3 separate regions of the Mus musculus genome follow, and regions 2 and 3 are each linked to region 1. Evidence: chromatin contacts called from public Hi-C and HiChIP or PLAC-seq data. All regions are on one chromosome and are shown on one strand. Each heading gives the region's core, a stretch centred on a gene start, on an enhancer-like site or on the middle of the called end of the contact. The rest is flanking DNA. Distances are from core to core; before and after follow the strand shown.

Evidence for each region. A called contact is a pair of places that touch in the nucleus more often than the background predicts. HiChIP or PLAC-seq counts read pairs in DNA pulled down with a chosen protein or histone mark.
Region 2: a FOXA1 HiChIP or PLAC-seq map of pancreatic cancer cells shows a contact between it and region 1. The contact joins the enhancer-like site here to the promoter of Cyp2u1 in region 1. A contact is called at or near these places in 3 of 39 promoter capture datasets (3T3-L1-derived adipocytes, HPC-7-derived erythroid cells and embryonic stem cells) and 2 of 115 datasets of contacts at active chromatin or transcription factors (pancreatic cancer cells and stem cell-derived neural progenitor cells).
Region 3: a Hi-C map of pancreatic cancer cells shows a contact between it and region 1, with 2.7 times the contacts expected there. The contact joins the enhancer-like site here to the promoter of Cyp2u1 in region 1. A contact is called at or near these places in 3 of 39 promoter capture datasets (the 3T3-L1 cell line, the HPC-7 cell line and the SN4741 cell line), 1 of 484 Hi-C or Micro-C datasets (pancreatic cancer cells) and 2 of 115 datasets of contacts at active chromatin or transcription factors (pancreatic cancer cells and stem cell-derived neural progenitor cells).

The regions. Positions count from the first base shown.
Region 1 is chr3:131,301,730-131,304,954 of GRCm38.p6, reverse strand. It overlaps Cyp2u1 (cytochrome P450, family 2, subfamily u, polypeptide 1), which reads left to right and starts at 1,728. Exons shown (of 5, transcript NM_027816.3): 1 at 1,728-2,275. The coding sequence starts at 1,828.
Region 2 is chr3:131,912,073-131,915,297 of GRCm38.p6, reverse strand. All of the region lies in intron 1 of Gm29865 (a long non-coding RNA gene), which reads right to left. Among named protein-coding and RNA genes, the nearest start is that of Gm29865, 21 kb to the right of the region's middle. Within about 2 kb of position 1,592, at least 32 of the 459 cell types and tissues checked have an H3K27ac peak or open chromatin away from gene starts, as enhancers often do. A contact at or near this core is called in pancreatic cancer cells, where this site is marked.
Region 3 is chr3:131,819,302-131,822,526 of GRCm38.p6, reverse strand. No RefSeq gene overlaps it. Among named protein-coding and RNA genes, the nearest start is that of Gm29865, 72 kb to the left of the region's middle. Within about 2 kb of position 1,671, at least 5 of the 459 cell types and tissues checked have an H3K27ac peak or open chromatin away from gene starts, as enhancers often do. A contact at or near this core is called in pancreatic cancer cells, where this site is marked.

The DNA of each region.
Region 1 (3,225 bases), core at 479-2,978:
ATCTAAATCTCAGCTGAAGGCAGAATTTCAATGGTTAGAGAGTCCAGTTTTATTTGGACAAAGTTGTACAAGGATTGGAAGGGCTCTCTTAATTCCAACTGTGTTAGGAAAAAGGGGAGGGGGATTCATTTCACCGAGTATCATTCAGTTGCAAAAGTATAAGAAGATATTTTTTTCCCCCTTAGGAATGGCCAGAATCCAAGCTAGGAGACTGGTGAACCGGATGTGTTCATAGCCTCTAATATTTTGGCAAAGAATGTGACTGCTCCCCGAGGGTGACTAAAGAACTTGCCTGAGGTTAAATTTAAGAGAAAGTGACTAATTTTTTTGCAGAGAATATTTCAAAGAGGGGGCACGCGGCAGCAGTCTGGGTGTTTGGTGGCAGGGAAGAGGCAGAAGATAAGACAAATGGGTCGGATAGATTCCTGCTGTGCCATGAAAAAGGGGGACTAAACAGCTTAAGATAATTTGTGAATTGAGCTCACCCGATAGTAGTGGGTTAGAGAATGGCATAAAGAGAAGGAAATGCCGTATTGGAGACTGCATCTGCCAACAAGCAGCTGGAAAGTGTATGTGTGCTCTGGGGAGAGTACAGTACTCCTGTGATCGCACCCAACAGTGGAAGCGTAAACAGGGGGCTTCCAATTAAGGCTGGACTGTGAGTTACAGGAGCGGCCAGTTGCAAGACAGTAACAAGATAATAATGAACATCTTAATGTCTTATACTCGGAAATCTTGTTTAAAGTCACACAAGAAAAGGAATCTGATAAGGGTTAATTACTGGAAATGTGACAGGGGCTTTTGTAGTTTGTGGAGGGGAGAAGGAAGAATGTATTTGTGTACTTTACTAACTACGGCAAAAGCAGTAGAGAACAGTAGATATTTTTTAAAAACCCACATAATAGGAAAAGAAGTCACCACCCTTCAAGCTTTGGTCATATTTATAACGCACCATAGTGTTCAAATTCTGTGTGGTGTGTGCGTGTGTTTGTTGGGAGGGAGTGATCTAACACAGGAACCAAACGTGGATCACAGGTGAAGCACTTCCCTACCACAAGCATGGGCTAGAATTTGACCCCCTCCCCCAGCATGGTAGTATATGTCTTTAATATGTGAATTCTGGAGGCAGATGTAGGTGGATCTCTGAATTGGTAGCCAAACTGGTCTACATAAGGAGTTCTAGGCTATCAAGATTCAAATAAAAGTAGAAAATAGAAATAAGAATAGAAAAATTAAAATAGAAAAAAAAGGGGGGGGGGCATCGACAATTCTAGGGAGAGTCTAACCGAGAGAAACCACAACATCTGGCCTGTAAATGACAGGAAGGTAAAGCACTCTGGAGCCATCCCCAGATGTTGGAATATCCACACATCACATTGTTGGATACTAGCTCAGCATTTCAGGTCTTGTCTAAGGCTAATTAATAAAGCAGTCACCCAGCCCGGGTTCTCTGAGTGTTTTGATATAGTCAGGCCATATGCAGAAACCCACAGAAAGCTCACACCCCCTGGAGGAGCCTGCTGCTGCTAGTGCACTAAACTGGCAAAACAAACAAACAAACAAACAAACAAACAAACAAAACCCCACTCAGGACAGCTCAGCTGTGCTGCGAGAGACCACTCGTCACCACCAGCCGTCCCGTAGGACGTCCCGCCCCCACCTTATGCAGGAGCAGCTGACTGGAGGATCCCGAGAGGGGCACGCGGCGCAGCCAATCGGAAGGGCGTGCCTTGCCCTGCCTCGCGGTTGACCTTGAGTCATGTAGCCGGCTACTGTCGCGGTGCCGGCGCGTCTGCAGCGGAGCTAGATGCAGGCGGTACCTGGGACATGTCCTCGCTCGGGGACCAGCGTCCCGCGGCAGGGGAGCAGCCGGGAGCTAGACTGCACGTGCGGGCGACAGGAGGCGCGCTGCTACTTTGCCTGCTGGCGGTGCTGCTAGGCTGGGTTTGGCTGCGGCGGCAACGCGCCTGCGGCATCCCTCCGGGGCCCAAGCCTCGGCCACTCGTGGGTAACTTCGGGCACTTGCTGGTGCCGCGCTTTCTACGACCGCAGTTCTGGCTGGGCTCGGGCAGCCAGACGGACACGGTGGGCCAGCATGTGTACCTGGCCAGGATGGCCCGTGTCTATGGCAACATCTTCAGCTTCTTCATCGGCCACCGTCTGGTGGTGGTCCTCAGCGACTTCCACAGCGTGCGCGAGGCGCTAGTGCAGCAGGCTGAAGTGTTCAGTGACCGCCCGCGGATGCCGCTCATCTCCATCATGACCAAGGAGAAGGGTGAGCGCGCCGCGGGCTCAGGATCCCCAGGCGGCAGGACCTGCGTCATGACCAGCATAGGGGATAGAGGACGGAGGCGTGGCTTTCTAGTGTGCGATTAAAGTGGGAGACACACTGGAAAGTGAGGGAGGTGTGGGCACCAAACTGTAAAATAAGGACCACCCACCCCGGAAGCCTTCCTTTGTCCCAAGTGAGGCCTTCTCACGCATAGGTCTGATCTCAACGTTTCTAAACATTGGCTGTGTTAGGAAAAGGGGGAGGGGGATTCATTTCACCGAGTATCATTCAGTTGCAAAAGTATAAGAAGATATTTTTTTCCCCCTTAGGAATGGCCAGAATCCAAGCTAGGAGACTGGTGAACCGGATGTGTTCATAGCCTCTAATATTTTGGCAAAGAATGTGGCTGCTCCCCGCGGGTGACTAAAGAACTTGCCTGAGGTTAAATTTAAGAGAAAGTGACTAATTTTTTTGAGAGAATATTTCAAGATAGCCAGTCTGTTCCCAGAGCCCGTGTATATCTCCCTCGGCAGACACAGGGTCTCGATCTCCTATTCTCCAGCCACCTGTCAATCCTGTGTTCTGTCTTCAGACACTGAAGTACAAGACTGAATCCATTGTGGGTGGCATATATATGCTTCGGTTCAGGAGAGTGGCCCCCTGACTTCATACTTTGATATCCCCTCCCTCACCCCATTTCTAATTTTGCCTTGGAAACTCCCCATGTAAGGCCTCAGAAAGCTCTGGAATTGGAGGCACCTGTAATGGGGAGGGCAGGTGTGAGCACTGGGCTGGAGCACGGAGAGCTTGACTGCTATATCAAGGGTAGTTAGTTCTTGTTCCTAAGGCCACTCCAGCCTCTGCAGAAAACAGAAGTTGGATGCGCTGAATTGCGTGCACCTTAGTGGCCTCTTGGCTAGAGTTGGGTTCAAGATGAAGGGTGTATGACAGCC
Region 2 (3,225 bases), core at 343-2,842, 610 kb before region 1:
ACAGAGCCATTTGTAGAAGCCAAGGCTCTCTGTCGGCAACTTCAACAATGGGTGCACACCTGGTTTTCTTTTTTATTCATTTTGTTATGCAAATAGCAGTTCCTGTTATGACGTTTGTCTTGAGTGTGTACTGTCATGGTTTGTTGATTCACAGCTGGTTACCTTCCTTGTTTAATCCCTCACTGCCCATCTTTCTCCCTGTGCATGACCCTTTGCTTTCCTATACCACATACCGTTTTGCTGGTACCTCTGATGCATAAACTTGTATTATACGGGGAAGTTATAAATCAACCTTGACCGAGGTAAAAAGAATAACTTTCTAATTCAGTGGAAGTTTTGGAGGCTTGAAAATGGTAAATCATTTTTCCTTCGTGTTCTCCATTACCTTCAATCGTGTTTATATCCATAATGCAAACTCCATAAAGTTCCGTTTTTGTTCATATATATATATATATATATATATATATATATACAAAACAAGTTATAGAGAAACTGTTAAGATGGCAGCACTAGCGTCTTCCCTTTTGGCAATACGCTAAGCCTTCACATAATAAATTCTGTGTGTGTGTGTGTTTAGAGACTAGCTGCTCAGACTTATCCCAATTTATTGTTTTTTTTTTTTATGCAGAGATAAAGACTTATTGCTAAACACATTTGCTTTTTTGGTGTTTTGGAGCCTGCTTGCTCCTGGGTGCCAATTACACTCTGGCAGGAGGCTGAAGGTCTCCATGGAGCAGCTGGTGTCAGCATCGCATAAAATATGCCTCTGAAATGGATCATTCTGCTGCTCAGGGAACATGCAGTGGAGGCTTAGCTGAAATAAAGAAAGAACAAAGCTATGCCATCCAAAAATAAAATCAAAGGGGATCAAGTTAAGGTTATTTATATATACTGTTACTGGACTCAATATTCTAAACGCCTCACAGCTGTTCAAAATTTGAGAAGAAGAAATCAAATATATCACTAACATCTCCTTGCCTGGTGGGTCCTTGGGCAGGTATATCTATCATCCGTCTATCACTAGGAGCCCCTGCTGTACCGATCCTGTCTCTGTTCTGCTTTGCACTTTGAACTTGTAGTTAAGGGAGTTGGATCCCACATTGATAAAATGGGTTAAAATCCCAGCTGTGTGACTTCCTGACTCTCTAACCTTGGGCAAGAAATTTTTTTGTTTGTTTTGTTTTTTTGTTTTTGTTTTTGAGACAGGGTTTCTCTGTGTAGCCTTGGCTTTCCTGGAACTCACTCTGTAGACCAGGATGGTCTCGAACTCAGAAACCCACCTGTCTCTGAGTCCCAAGTTCTGGGATTAAAGGCATGTGCCACCACTGCTCGGCTTGGGCAAAAAAATTTAACCTATTTAACTTCTGGTTTTTCATTCACACAATTGGGGGTGGGGGCAGGGAGCATGGTTTTTTACTTTGGGAATTCATTGAACTAGGCAGTGTGGGGCACTGGGTTTAGTATCTCTGTTATGAAATCCTCAGCAAGCGTCAACAATGGCTGTCACTTCCATGAGGGTGTACAGCTAACCACAGGCATCAGGGGAGAAGCCACTTCCCAGCTCTGGGTATGTCCAAGATAACGGATACCGGGATGACTCGGTCTTCTTGAAACAGAAGCCTGGTTTCTTTCCCAGATGCCTGCCTTGCTCCGTGACCCAGCACTGAGTCATTCTTCCACAGTGGCGTTTTGTCTGTATCTCCTAGGGCTTCCTCACTTCTAGACCCATGATCTGATGATCCACAGGGCAAAGCTGATATCCCCAATCTTACCATGCATCAGCCTCGGCTGATGGTACCAAGATGTGGAACGTACAGTCATCTCACCTTGAGCCCAGAACCACCGTGTTCAAACTTAATCTAACTCATCGACCCGTCTGATCCTTGAGAAATAAAAGGGTACGCCTGCCATCTACCTGGAAGAATAAATTAACTTTAAAATCAGGAATGCAGCACTTTATCAGATTTGATTTTAATTCTGTTTGATTGGGGCTCTTGTTTGCTTTGTGCAATAAATACACTGTCTACACAAACAGGGAAGCTGGGCTGGAAGAACAACAAGAGGGAGAGAATCTTAAAATAGCTAGGCAGGACTGATAAGGAAGAAAGAAAAACGTCTGCATAATGGAGTTTGGGGAAAGGATGAATTTGGGATTCAAAAAAAAATATGTTTGAAATGACTGGCGTATATTTAAATGAAAAGGAGAATACAAGGAAAGAAAGAGTGACAACTGGCGTCCCTGAGAAAAGCGGTTTCTGGAGTACAGAGTGGGCGGGGCCATATTGTGCGTCTCCATGCGGAGGGAGAGGACAACATACAGGGGTCAATGGTCTCCTTCCACCCTATGGGTTTGGATTTTGAACTACGATTATCAGACTTAGCAGCAAGCTCCTTTAGCCACTGAACCATCTTGCTGGCCTGGTATTTTAGGGGCTTAGAACATGCATCTGAATCTGGATGGTTTGAAAATAATTAAAGGGAAACTCAAAGGACGTTTCTTATAGAAGCCTACGGCACTCATTCAGAGGGGATTCTCCTCTGTGTTGGGATGTTGGCCTAAGGAGTAACTTCTACTAACAATTCCCTATTCCTAAAGGATGCTCAGGGCTGAGTAGCGGCTGCCCAAGGAGGTACCGAGTATGACAGAGCTCTGTTCACCATTTGTTTCTGGGTCCAGTGGCTAAATCCAGGGAATAAATGGGAATCGCTAACAGTGGCTCTCCAGCCCTCCATTCCTTGCGGACAGAAACAAAACAAATCAGTGCTGAGCCTACAGACGCAGTCTTAAGTCCTCTGTCAGCATGTGCTCCAGGTATACACAGACAGAAGTGCAGCAATTTAAGTGACGGAAGGACAATGTGGAAGCTCCGCCTGATGGATCATGTCAAATTCCAGCATGTGGGAAACTGAGACAGGAGGATCACAGTATTGGAGGTGAGCAGGGACTACTGAGAAAGCATTGGCATTGATGAAAGCCGATCTTTCTTAAACAAACAAACAAAAAATAATAATAATCTAAGCTCCATAAAACCCTGCAGAGAATGAGACCATCCTGAAATGTCCGCACCAGCCTGCAGCCCTGAGAGAACCATCACGCTTTGACTGCACTTGACCACTCTACTTAGTCTCCTCCTCAGATGCCTTGACGTTTCCTCTAGCCCTGTGTACCTGAAGCGCATGCAGCTTCTTAGAAATGCCTGCTCTCACCCTAGTGGTTGTACATTT
Region 3 (3,225 bases), core at 422-2,921, 520 kb before region 1:
AAGGAGTCCAGGACAACTGAGATCACAGAAGACTTTGAAAAATAAAACTTCATCAAAAGACCTGACAGAGCCACACCATGGTGTGAAGTCCTCCATTTTGATAGAACTATGAGAGTCCCAGTAACCACAGTGATATGCCTACAGAAATAGTTCACCTACCCAGCCCCATGGATCCCAAGTGACGACCAGCCAGCAAAGGCATCGACCACCCCAGCATTCTTTATCCGATTGCTCACTGGTTACTTCTAACAATGGCCAATGGTGGGCCACAAATGGTAAGTTTTCAATGCCCTTCTCAGCCTCTCCCCCTTCTTTCCTATAACTCCCCAGCTTTTAATCAGACAGTGGGCTCTGATTCTTACAGAGACACAAGTCAGCAAGTTGCCAATACCCTGTCTGCCTTTCTGTCCTTGCGCCCTTTTAAATCCACTGAAGGAGATGAAGTCATCTACAGTGAAAACTGTAAGACAATGAAGAACCTGAAGAAGGCACTAACAGATGAAAAGACCTCCCAAACTCTTGGTCCACAGAGTATGTAAAAACTGTCATATGATCAAAAGCAATCTGTAGTTTCTGAGGACTCCCCCATCAGAATTCTGACAACATTTTTCAGTTCTTCGCAGAACAAGAAAAGACAGTCATAAAATTCATATGGAAACTTGAAAGTCCCTGAATGGCCAGAGCAGTGTTAAGTGGAACACAAAACTCTGGTGGAGAATTTACAACTATCCCAGGAACAAAACCTATGTGGTATTTGCACACACACACACACACAAAAAGATATAGACAAATGCTATAAAACAGAAGGCCCAGAAAGGAGGCCAGGCAGACTTTTAGCCTCCTGAGCCTCACCAAGGGTACCCAGCACATGTGTTGAATAAAAGTAGTTACTTTAATAAGTAGTAGGGAAAGGGTCTGCTGGAAAGAGCTGAAAGGATTGCCCTGTCTCTCACCCTCTACAAAAGTTAATACAAATGGATCAAAGACTCAGAGCAAGACCTGAAACTTTGAAATGGTGGAGAGAATAAAAGGAAAACATTTGAAAACTCAGTATGGAATTTTCTGAAAAAGAAAATTGAAAATGGAACCACTATGTGATTTCACCTGACCAGGCCCCTTCACCAGATTATGAGAGAGCTAATAATGTTTTATTTTTATCATTCAGTACTAGGGTTCAAGCAATGCTCACATTAACAGTCTGTTTCCATTAAAATGCTTTTATGGTATTTCAAACCCTGCTATTTAATCACAATGAAAGTGGAAAGATCCTTTGGTGAGGCTTATTTCACAAGTACTGATACTTCTTATGCCGTTCCTTTAATTTATGAGACTGTCGACCTTGATACCATTTTCCTCCCCACACCCAAATCTCCTCTCTAAGGACTTGATTGGGACCTAGAACAGTAGGTAATCTACCTATTAAACTTAAGTTTTTATCTTCTGTATTGACCCCATGTCTTTCATATGAGACAAATGGCCAGAAATCTTAACCTCATAAAAATTTTGAAACTGTGGAGTCAAACTTGTTAAAGAGCCTTTTCTCTGTCGTTTCCAAGAAAACATTTGAGACTATCGACTAAACTCCCCTTTAGGTCAAACATAAGACCTTGCCAAGGCCTGTGTGTGGTTTCTTAGCTACACATTACTAGAAACCAAGGTCCTAAAGACAATGACTCACAATAAGAAAATGAAACTAGCTGATTATTCCTGGTATGCCAACTTCTGCCATCAACTCTCCATACTGCTACAAAGGAAGAATAATCAAAATCAAAGTCAACAGTTAAACTCAATATGTAGAATTTCAGTACAGGGAACTGGAATTTGCTAGTATTTTCACCCAAGCCTAAGAGAATGAAAATCATGATTTCCCACAGCTAGCCCTGAGACCAGGTTTAGGAAGACAGTATGAACCCCACTGATAAGGTTTGCTACTTGAGCTGTCTGCCTTCCTTCTGTGTCCCACATCCCCCAACAGGGCCAACACATTCAGAGAAGTACAAAGCTAGAGCTAAAATAAAGCAAGTGTTTTCAGTCCTCCTTCCCTGAGACGATTAAAGCAACTTTTAAGGAAGAGATATAATGTCAAATTGACTATATCTGTTTACAAAAGTGACAGATTTTGTTCTTTCTTTCCCAAATGTTAACAGTTTAGACAACACTCTTCAAGCATCAACATCTATGCTCACACACAGGTCCTTAAGAGCATAGAAGAGAAAGTTCAGAACAGTTACTAATGCTACACTATATAGAAATGATCCAGTGGGTTAATTAATTACAGAGCACTATTGCTTCACAGCACTTAATGAAAGCTGTTGACTAAGGCTCCAAAGGATGCACAATGAAGAAAAATAGGAAATGGTGGAGCAGACACATAAATTAGAACATGCTTGTGTCCCAAAATCCTAATGAAAATCAGTCCAACTATAAAGGAAATGCAGCAGTGGCCCTAAAAGGAATCAATTAAGCAAGCCCTTTCCACCATCTCTTCGGTAGACTATCTGGTAGCATGTTACTTCACAAGGAACACTGTCTAGACTAGTCTGTCTTGGGTTGTTTGTCAAACTAGAACTCACAGTCTCTGTTGGCACAAAGAATTATCTCAACTCCAGGGAAGAATAGGATCAGATCACAGTGCACCCGCATTATGTGGTCGACATTAAGAGAACCTAAAACTTGTTTACTGAATACTAACTTGACAAATGAGAGAGCCCAAAGCATAAAGTGATGATGTAACTTATAAAATAAGCCACGGCTTCCAAAAGACAGTCTGGATGATAAACCAGGTTGGTTTGTACCTAAAATTGATATTATCTCTGTGCCATAACTTTCTCACCAATCCTGTCCTGATCATTTGCTAAATGAAAATGGACAATATGACCCATAATGGTGGATGAAGATTATCTAGAGCTAAGCAGATGGCTAGCATCCTCCATCTCAGGGTTTGAGGAACAGTTTCTAACCTAGGAACGTAACCGAAGAGAACCAGGCAAAAGTCTGGTCCTACAGGCCAGCAGGGACTTGGTAATGACAAGACTGCAGCTGTCCAAATGCCAACCTGATTTTTCCTAGACTCTTAATGGGGATTGATGGAAAGAGAGGTGAGGCATGTAGTTGCTGGCTCCTACAATCGAAGAGTATGGTAGCATGAAGATCTCTCCTATACTTTTCTGTTACTGAGTGGATTTGGAAAGTAAGTAGCTCTTATAGAAAGAGGACAAGATAAAT